Regions from separate parts of the Zea mays genome. Here region 2 is linked to region 1. The links are chromatin contacts, called in public Hi-C maps. All regions are on one chromosome and are shown on one strand. Each heading gives the region's core, a stretch centred on a gene start, on an enhancer-like site or on the middle of the called end of the contact. The rest is flanking DNA. Distances are from core to core; before and after follow the strand shown. Region 1 holds the start of LOC100193385. Region 2 holds the start of LOC103645703.

What was found. A called contact is a pair of places that touch in the nucleus more often than the background predicts.
Region 2: a contact with region 1 is called in a Hi-C map of endosperm, with 3 times the contacts expected there. The contact joins the promoter of LOC103645703 here to the promoter of LOC100193385 in region 1. A contact is called at or near these places in 3 of 25 Hi-C or Micro-C datasets (bundle sheath, endosperm and tassel).

The regions. Positions count from the first base shown.
Region 1 is chr1:297,328,881-297,333,585 of Zm-B73-REFERENCE-NAM-5.0, forward strand. It overlaps LOC100193385, which reads right to left and starts at 2,335. Exons shown (of 5, transcript NM_001349833.1): 1 at 2,095-2,335; 2 at 977-1,211; 3 at 595-865; 4 at 411-488; 5 at 1-278. The coding sequence starts at 1,203. The coding sequence ends at 231. It overlaps LOC103644212 (a long non-coding RNA gene), which reads right to left. Exons shown (of 3, transcript XR_561533.2): 2 at 3,364-3,439; 3 at 3,159-3,276.
Region 2 is chr1:297,687,837-297,692,702 of Zm-B73-REFERENCE-NAM-5.0, forward strand. It overlaps LOC103645703, which reads left to right and starts at 2,301. Exons shown (of 11, transcript XM_020547016.1): 1 at 2,301-2,418.

The DNA.
Region 1 (4,705 bases), core at 1,085-3,584:
CAGCTTCCATTGTTTCTCACAAAGGTGCCCACAGATGGAGCTGCAGGTTTCCCACTAGATCAGGAATCTAACATGCTCTTTGCTGTTGACATCAATAGATCTTGATCAGAGCACTCATAGCACCAAATTAGATGCTGAGGTTTGTCTGATAAGCAGCAGGCAGTGCCACCTAAACTACAGTTTTTTGCCACCAGCTGAAGTCAAGCCCAAAAATTCATTTGCCTCGACCTCTACTCTGAATCACTCTCCATGGTCAAAGCCTTCAAGCCTCTAGCTCTCTGCAAGGTTGTTTCACTCATATCAGCAACAGCCAACAGGCAGTAAGAGAATGCCGATTTGAAGCTGAATATACAGGTACAGGTAAAAATGCACTTCTTGAATTAAAACAAATATATCTAAATGCAGGCTACCTTTTTAGAACTCTTCTTCTCTCTAACTTCATATCTCTCATGCGACAAATCTGATAACCAAGCTCCTGGGCTCACCATCTATAGTTCGTCCAGAAATAAAGCAGAAGGCAGGGTCAAAAGGATGAGCATGGTCATAGCAATGGAAGTGAAAACTTACAGACTGAATCAGTGGAGTGAGCATTACAAGCAAGCACTTCTGCATCAGCTTGGGCCGCTTCTTTGGCCTCTGTGGCAGCTTGCAGCCCTTCATTGCCATGAAGTCCTCCTCCTTCTCCTTGTTCGACAATGCTACGAAGAATCTAGGCAACGCGGTGGTTCCCTTCTCCTCAGCTATGCTACCAAAGTCGAACCCGTTTCCATCGAACGGTGAACCCCTCGTTGTGTAATACTTGTCCTTCTCCAGCGATAGCGCCATCGAGTGCCTGTACTCGTTCACTAGTGAATCTGATTTCCTGCTGACAGAAAGGCATTTTGCATAATGTATCAGGGGCCTCTGGGGCTCAGGGCACTTGCTCATGTATATTGTAGTTGTAGTGGGCAGTGAAAACAAAGCGGTGAAACTACACCTGCGGTTAAAGGTGCTAGGGCGCCGGAATGCCGCAATGTCAGCTCCAAGGAGGGGCCTAGTAGCACGGGGTATGGCGCGTCTAAGACCTTCAGACGGCGACGGCGATGGCGAGCCATCGTCACGCGTCTTGACGCATCGCAGCCTCTTCCGGCTGCCCCATTGCAGGAAGAGGTTTGGCTCGCTGGGAGACCTTGAGGGCCTCGAGTCCTTCGCCTCCTGATTCATCGTGTGTCCTGGAAGTGAACACGGGTAGTTAGGCACCAGGTAGTGAATGAAGTCAACAGAGCAACTTTGGATCGAAGTTCCAGTGGATTTAGTGAACTTGGGCACTCAAATCAGATCAAAACCTTGCCCCAAAAATCATTAGAAAACTATATCGCCCAGAAGGCCAGAAAAAGAAGGAGAGGAGGAGAGAGAGGCTCTTCCTCCCCATCCAAACATGTAGTGCCCTCTTATCTTACGGTCTTTACCCCGAACAAGGATGAGATCAAAATAAAAATAGAACTTCATATTAAGTGAAAGCGTAAACTTTGCACAAGGACGCTTACAGAGGGCAGAATCCTACTCCTCGGTCGATCTAGAAGGCGGAACGGAGCATGCAGTAGAATTAGCAAACAGAAAATTACTACGTCTCGGAGCCAAAAAAAATCTAATCTTTCTCTTCAAGAACTCACCCGCTAGGCCGCTACAAAGAAATCAGGGACACAAGAACAAAAAAATCTAACCCCGGAGTCCCAAAAACTGGCAAGAGGCACCAAGATTGCGCGCATGAGAGTAGGCCAAACGTCGCCCTTGTGTTCATCGACCTAAATATCTGGTCTCAAGCACCCGTGAGAACCCAAAGAGAGAGTCGACGAGGCGGTAGAGGGAGAAATCTACCGCTCAGCTTCAAGCACGACCCATCCGCCAAAACGAGATCGACAAAGAGATAAATCAGGGCCACACCTTTCCGGCTCCAGGCTCCAGCTACACCAACGCGACTGGTGCCCAGGATCCAGATTCACAGGACGAGCGCACTCAGTCCAACCCCAAGACGAGACGGACTCCGAAATCCAAACCGGAGAAGAGAGCTCCCAAATCCCAGAAGAATGGGGACGGGAAAGAAGTGGTGCGTACAGTTACAGATTTGCTGCCCCACCGCTGGTGCACTCCAGCAAACCTCTCGGAAACCGGTCGGCGGATGCCGAGGTGCCTCTGGAGTAGAAGAGGACGGGTTGCGCCGAGGCAGCTGGGTGTTGCTTCCTAGTTTGTTGCTGCGCCTACGCGTTCTGGGCGAGACGAAGGCAGCCAGGCGGACGCGCGGACGCGCGGTGCACACACCAGACAGGACTGACAGGCAGGCAGCCGGTTGCTCCTCTGCCTCCCCTAGTCTGATATCGATGGGTCCGCTCTGTTTGTGGCCGTCGGATCGAGCACGGACGGCTCGTGATTAGGAGGGGGATTTTTTCCCCTTGCCCGCCGTCTCCCGTTTGGCGCCCCAGGTGGGGAATGTGGAATGGCTATATCGCTTTGTGTTACCTTGTAGTTGTAGTGTACAAAAAACCTATTGTCGTGTAGAAAACGTAACATGTCTCTCTTTAGGCCTTGTTCGGTTATTGATATTACATGTGTATTGGAGTGTATTGGGTGGGATTAGAGTGAATTTTGACTTGTTATAGATTTAAACCGGCTCAATCCCACCCAATCCATGTGGATTATCACCAAAACGAACAAGCCCTTAGTTGTAGATGACCCGCGTTATTCATTTAAAAAATCGAATATGCTTAGGGCCCGTTCGGCAGCATGAGATCAATTCCAGGGCCGTAACTGTTCTAGGCCAGGATTTAGTGTAGCCGGGTCTTTCACTCTTTCCAGCCTAAGAAGTAATCCAACTCAAACGCTTCTAGCTCCAGCAATTTTGCCCTGTTCGGCAGCAACAGACATGCTTTCCAGCAGCAACAGATAACGGTTGAAAGGCTGCTGTTCCAACAAAGCAACATACTTTGCAACAACAGTAAAACAAAGCAACATACTTGATCAAGTATACAAGCCAAATGGTTTTAAATGCACCAGCAAAGCAACATGTTCAACAGATGCAACAGCTAAGCATCACCAACCAAATAGTTTTAAACAACAAAGCAACAAACAAATTATAGTCTTGCCAACAAACGCAAAGAACAATCTTGATAGACTAACATCTTCAACAGCTAAGAGATAGAACATATGTGCTAAGAAGAAACATCACTTTAGAACTAAGCATGTCAGTTCAAAATAAGAAACCTCCAGATGTGCTAAGCATCATCGATTGATCACCCAAACCTGTCCAAACAAATGGAACAATTAGATTGGAAGATAAAGGCCCAAGTGAATATGGTTGAGTGGAAGGTAAAGACACAAATATCATACCTACTAAGCCATCTCATTTCTTAGCCAAATCAAAGCTGATTCTTGATCCGCTTCACATGCACATATGAAAGTCTCTCTATTCTCTTTGCTCTTGGTGAAGACTGAATATGCTTTTGTATTCTCCAGTTTGGTCACTTCTTCCATTGTGTTCAGAACTGATATGCACCTTTTGATGGAGAAATCTTCACTTTGAGCTGCCTCCTTTTCTCTTGTCTCCTTTTCTCTTGCTTCCTTTTCTCTTGCAGCTTCATTTTCTACTTGCTTGCTCCTCATTTCTAGGTATTTGTTCATCATATTTTCTATGTTATCAGTCTTTCTAGGCTTCTTTGGTTCCTTTTCTTGCTTGTTTCTTGACGCAGCAGGTCTTCGTTGTCCACTTTCTTCATCTCGTGACAGAGTATTAGCCCTTCCTTGAAGCATATCTTCATTCCTTTCAGTGAGTGCATCATCAACTTCATCATCTACATCATGAACAACATTCAGATCAAAGCCTTATGGTCCATCTTCTGCATCCTGAAGTTGCTCATTCGGTTCTTCCTCTTGCGGTTCCTCAAGAGAAGTGCAATTCCAAGTCCCTTCAGCCAAGTGTCCTACACAATAACAAAGAAATATAAACTTAGCAAAAATATGTCTCTACCCAGAGCACGAGTGGAAAGAATGGGACATTTTGAATGGGACATTCAGAAGGATCATATTGAAATTCAGAAGTTCTACTAATCCATTACAGGAATGCAGTTACATTAGTGCTTAGCTGTTGTTAGATTTTAATTGTTTTTGATTTCTGTGAGCTTTCCATTTTACAGCCGACCTAGAGGTTAGAATTGTAATAAGAATTGTGCAGCTCATACAGAATCCAGAATTTTCCTTAATTACAATGACTTAGGGAAGCATTGACATGTCTTAAGCTCTAAATAAGCAATTCCTAGAACATCAGTTTTGTTATATATATGCAGCCTGAAACATGGGTCAGTTGCCTAAAACAGCTTGGACAACTAGCTGAATTTATCCTCAAGCTAAACCTATCGCCATATGCAGTGAGTGAAACATGGGTCCATCTCTGCACCGTATGAATATTGATGGCTCTAGTGTAAATGTGCTTATGTGATGAAAACTAAAAAGACTGTTTTGCCAACCAAAATTCTCTAACCAAAAGCACTCGACTACTAACAAATTTTCATCTCCAGACATTGTACCCATAAGGATTATGATGTTTTGTAGAAAATCCAGTAAGCTTTATGATGTTTGGAAACTTACCATCATAAAGCTCTCCCAAAGCATCAAAGAGCGGGAAGGTTGCCTTGTTGTTGTTAAACTTCTTGATTTTAGGAAATGTCTGCACAAT
Region 2 (4,866 bases), core at 1,051-3,550, 360 kb after region 1:
CCCACAAGTCAGAAGTTCCAACGGTCAGAATCCAACGGCAGTGATGACGTGGCAGGGGGCACCGGATTGTCCGGTGCGCCATCGAGCAGACAGCCTTCCAACGGCCACTTTTGGTGGTTGGGGCTATAAATACCCCAACCACCTCACCATTCATGGCATCCAAGTTTTCCACTTCTCAACCACTTACAAGAGCTAGGCATTCAATTCTAGACACACCCAAAGTGATCAAATCCTCTCCAATACAACACAAAGCCCTAGTGACTAGTGAGAGAGATTTGCCGTGTTCATTTGAGCTCTTGCGCTTGGATTGCTTTCTCTCTTTCATTCTTTCTTGTGTTCAATACTCACTTGTAACCAAGGCAAGAGACACCAACTGTGTGGTGGTCCTTGCGGGGAGGTTTTGCTCCCGGTTGATTTGAGAAGAGAAAAGCTCACTCGGTCGAGAGGGACCGTTTGAGAGAGGGAAAGGGTTGAAAAAGACCCGGCCTTTGTGGCCTCCTCAACGGGGAGTAGGTTTGAGAGAACCGAACCTCGGTAAAACAAATCCTCGTGTCTCACTTCATTATTTGCTTGCGATTTGTTTTCACGCCCTCTCTCTCGGACTCGATTATATTTCTAACGCTAACCCGGCTTGTAGTTGTGTTTATATTTGTAAATTTCAGTTTTGCCCTATTCACCCCCCTCTAGGCGACTTTCAGTCCCCCTAGTTTATGAGATCACGATAGTTGGCGCGCCAGATAGGAGAACATAAGCAGCCAAGTGACACCTTCCACTCTGATGGCTCAATCATCAGCGTTCATCGGCGGCGAGACCTTTATGTCCGAGAGCTGCATCACGTTCGATTCCCTTGACTTCCCCCCACCGCCACCGGTGAGCTTCACCTCGCCGACACCAACGCGTTCGCCGCGACGGGCGCAAGACACGCTCTGCCACCACCAAAAGTAAGGCAAAAAATCAACGCCTCAAGAGGCGTGCCGCCGCCCTCAATCGACGCCTTAACAGGCTCGCAGATCGACACCAACAGGGTGTTTGGTTTTGGAACAAATTTTTAGTCTCTTTTAGTCCCTTGCCGGACGCATGGACCAAAAGAGGGATTATCTCTATTTTAGGCGGTGTTTGGTTTCTTAGAACTAGTATTTAGTCCCTCCATTTTAGTCCCTTTTAGTCTCTCAATTGCCAAACACAGGGACTAAAATATGAATTATCTCTATTTTAATATATGTGTTTAGTAATTTAGAAACTAAAAGAGACTAAAATTAATAGACTAAGGGCCTGTTTATTTCGTTGGAATTGAATTCCATTTTAATAATTATAATTTGGACAAAACTAATTAAGTTTATATATTTATATATGTAATATATTGTATATTATCCTAAATCATATGAGAGAGATAGTTATATACTACATTTATGTTATAAAGGCGTAAGTAGAAGAATGTGCTATAAGTTGTACATCGGAAAAATAACATGTAAATCTATAGAATCCATTTCCATCTCTCACCCCATGAATTTGAGGTAGACTTATATGATAACTTTGGAAAGTGGTGGAATGTCATATTCTAAAAAATAGCCTATTCCATTAGTAAGATTCCAATTCCTCGAAATGAAAGAAAACAAACGGGGCCTAAAAATAAATCCCTAGAAACCAATCACCTCCTTAGTAGGTGTCTGTTTAGGATTATAAGCTGATCAGATTACATAATCTAGCAAATTTTGAACTAACACTTAGTTCAAAAGTTGTTGGATTATATAATCCGGATAGATTATAATCTCAAACAAACACCCTCTTAGGGGATGTTTGGGATGGCTCAAGGTTCCATCTTCAGTGTGGAGATATAGTTTATAATATTAATTTAAATAGTTTTAAAAATATTTTAATATGAATAATAAACAAAATAACTTATCTAAATATCTTCTAAAGTTTTACAACTCCAGCTCCATAATTTTATGATCACCTAATGACCTTCTTCACTAATTCTACTAAATTTTATGGAACTGAAGTTGTTCCAAAGAGGAGCTTAGTTAGTGTTTAGCAATAGGAACTAAAAGTGACTAGAATGGTTTGAGTTGGGCCGGGTATTCTTCCTGGGTCCTGAATGAAGGTGCTTCCTCGAGAGACCGATGGGATGGTTCGAGTTGGGCTGGGTATTTCAGAGGCCCCGCCCGTCGCATCTCACGTGTGCAGTGTGCTGTACATCTGCAGGTAACGAAAAAGGCACAAAACATCAGCCCGTAATACAGCATGCAAGCGAGGCCCACGTAAAACAAAGGCACAAAAAGGCAGATGCCAGTACAAGCCCTGCCCCTACGCAAGTCGCCACTGGCCACTGCTCACTCTCTCACCCACCCACTCTCCTACTGCGCGTTGACGAACGCTGTCGCTGGCTAGCTGCAGGCGGAGTTCGCTTTCGTCTTCCAGGTTAGTGCTTTTCCCGTTGCCTGTTCCACCCTGATGGCAGATCTAGCTTTACCCTACTGGCCGGTCCGAGCTCAATCTGTGGGAGCCCTCAGCTCTGTTGGTCGTCTATTGCATTGGTAGAGAGGTCAACGCGGTGAAGGAAGAGCTGAACTGAATCGGTCTTTAGTTTCTGTATGTCCCAGTATACTTAATGCAGATCCGTTTTACATTAGAAGAGTAATGCACATCATGGTATGATGAATACATACCAGATCCAGTTCTACATAAAAAAAAGCAATGCACGTCATATTTACAAATTTGTCAGACCTAATTTAGAAAAATAATAATATAATATACAAGAGGCGTAAGCACGTTCTTAATCCCTTCCCGCACGTCTCGCTTAGCAAATACAGAGGGAAAATAATGATGACAATTGGATAAGCTTATCACGTAGTATGGGTGCCGTACGATGACACATAATCATATAACAGTGTAACGGCCGGAAAACACATGAAAGCCCAGTGCCAAATTATCATGATGGATCCTTGACCCTTTCAACAAAAATATCCAAAAAATAAGTTAATATTAAAATAGGCATATAATCCATGTACCAGATACAAAAGTATGAGATACAAAACTGGTAAAAGAAAATACTACATTTTATCTTAGCTAAAAATTAAGAAATATACTAGTTAAAAAGGAGGTCTTTCTTTTTTAAAAATTTTAACAGGGTGAATGCGTGATACTATACGGGAGTCATGCTCTACGTGCGATTTCGTGTCATCGTGTTTGGACTTAGGCCTAGTTTGTTTTGAGGGATTAAACATTAGTCCATTCATTTTATTATCATTTAGTCTCTAAATTAACAAACAGTAGGACTAAAATATAGATTGAACTATTTTAGACTTTAGTCCTCGAGGGGTGACTAAAAATTTAAAAGAGACTAAACCATATTAATTTCACCTTTTTCTCTCGTTTTTTTCAGTTGCACTAATAGCGGGAGAATGCTAAAAGGTATTTTGATCTACTTATGATTAATTTAATGCGTTCTAAATATTTTTAGTTTATAGAACCAAACAATGACTAAGATTTAGTCGTCTAAGGTCATTCTCAGTGGAAGTTTTATTGTACGGTTTCTAAAAGTGACACATCAACTTTTATCTATAAAACAGTGTATTCTGAGTTTCATCTAGATAAAATCCTCTCTTCTCCCATAAAACCCTCTCCATCTCTCTCACCATAAATACCTTGCCATATCATCAAATATGATGATGTGTCTTATCATTTAACGAGAATAAAATTATGATAAAACTTCTACTGATAATGGCTCAACTAAGGCCTCTTTTGTTTGTCCCGGATTCATCCAGGAACTATTCTAGTTGACCAAAACTTATATAAATTAGATAAATAATTTAGATCCTGTTCGATTTTCAGGGATTCGAGCCTCGGATTGAATTCTAGCCGGATTACTTCTCTAATTTATATAGATTTTGACGAGCTGTAACGAATCCTGGTCTATTCCGGTACAACCGAACAGGCCCTTAGCTAGGAACCATTCCACGGTTAGTCCCTGCAAGGAACCATTAGGGCCTGTTCGCTTCTTCAGGAATGAACCCGAATTTATTCCAGCTCATTAAAATTTATATAAATTAGAGAAGTAATTTGGCCAGGAACTATTTCAAGGCTCCAATCCGTGAAAACCGAACAGGCCTTTAGCTGGTTTATAACGGCCTATGCGGAATGTAACAGCTCGTTAATAAAAGAGAAGCGAGGAAGAGAAACTGATCGTGCACGAAGCTCATGCTTCAGAAGAGAATCGAGGAAAGAGAAATTGATCGACGCACGATGTACCAAGCTCGTGCTTTAGAAAGAGTAGAGAGTAGAGAAAGGTGTAGAGATTTGCCGGTTTGGTGGCGGTACGCACGAGCAGGCGCCCGGCGGCGTACGAAATTAGCTCGGGGGCGTACAGGTCGCTCTCGTCTGGCTCGGGGCTGGGTCCGCTGCCGTGGTGGCCGTCCACCGGGCGAGCCGTCGAGGTACCCAATTTCTGCCATGGCGATCCGCCCGGACCAATGCTCGATTCTCCATCTGACCATCGTCGGTAAGCCTCCTGCCCCACTACCGCCCTCCAAAGCGGCGCGCGCGCCACCGCCATCTCCACCCACGCCCACCTTGCTGCCGCGGCCGCCCCGTACCGCTACCGCGCCCTCGATCTGACCCCACGGGGCAGGATGGACAAAGGGAAATCGGTGGTGGCCGAGCTGGTGGCGTCGTTCAGCGATGTCCGTGTCACGCCGCGCCAGCCGCCAGAACCCCAAGCCAAGAGCTTCCTACCGTCGCCCTCCTTCTGTAAGCTCCCTGCCGCCTGTTCGCTTATGTTGGGTAACTGGCTAGGCTGACTGTGTATTGGTTATGGCTGCTTGAAGTTTTCCGTGATTTATTTCATGTGTTGGCGTCTCCTGCAAAACG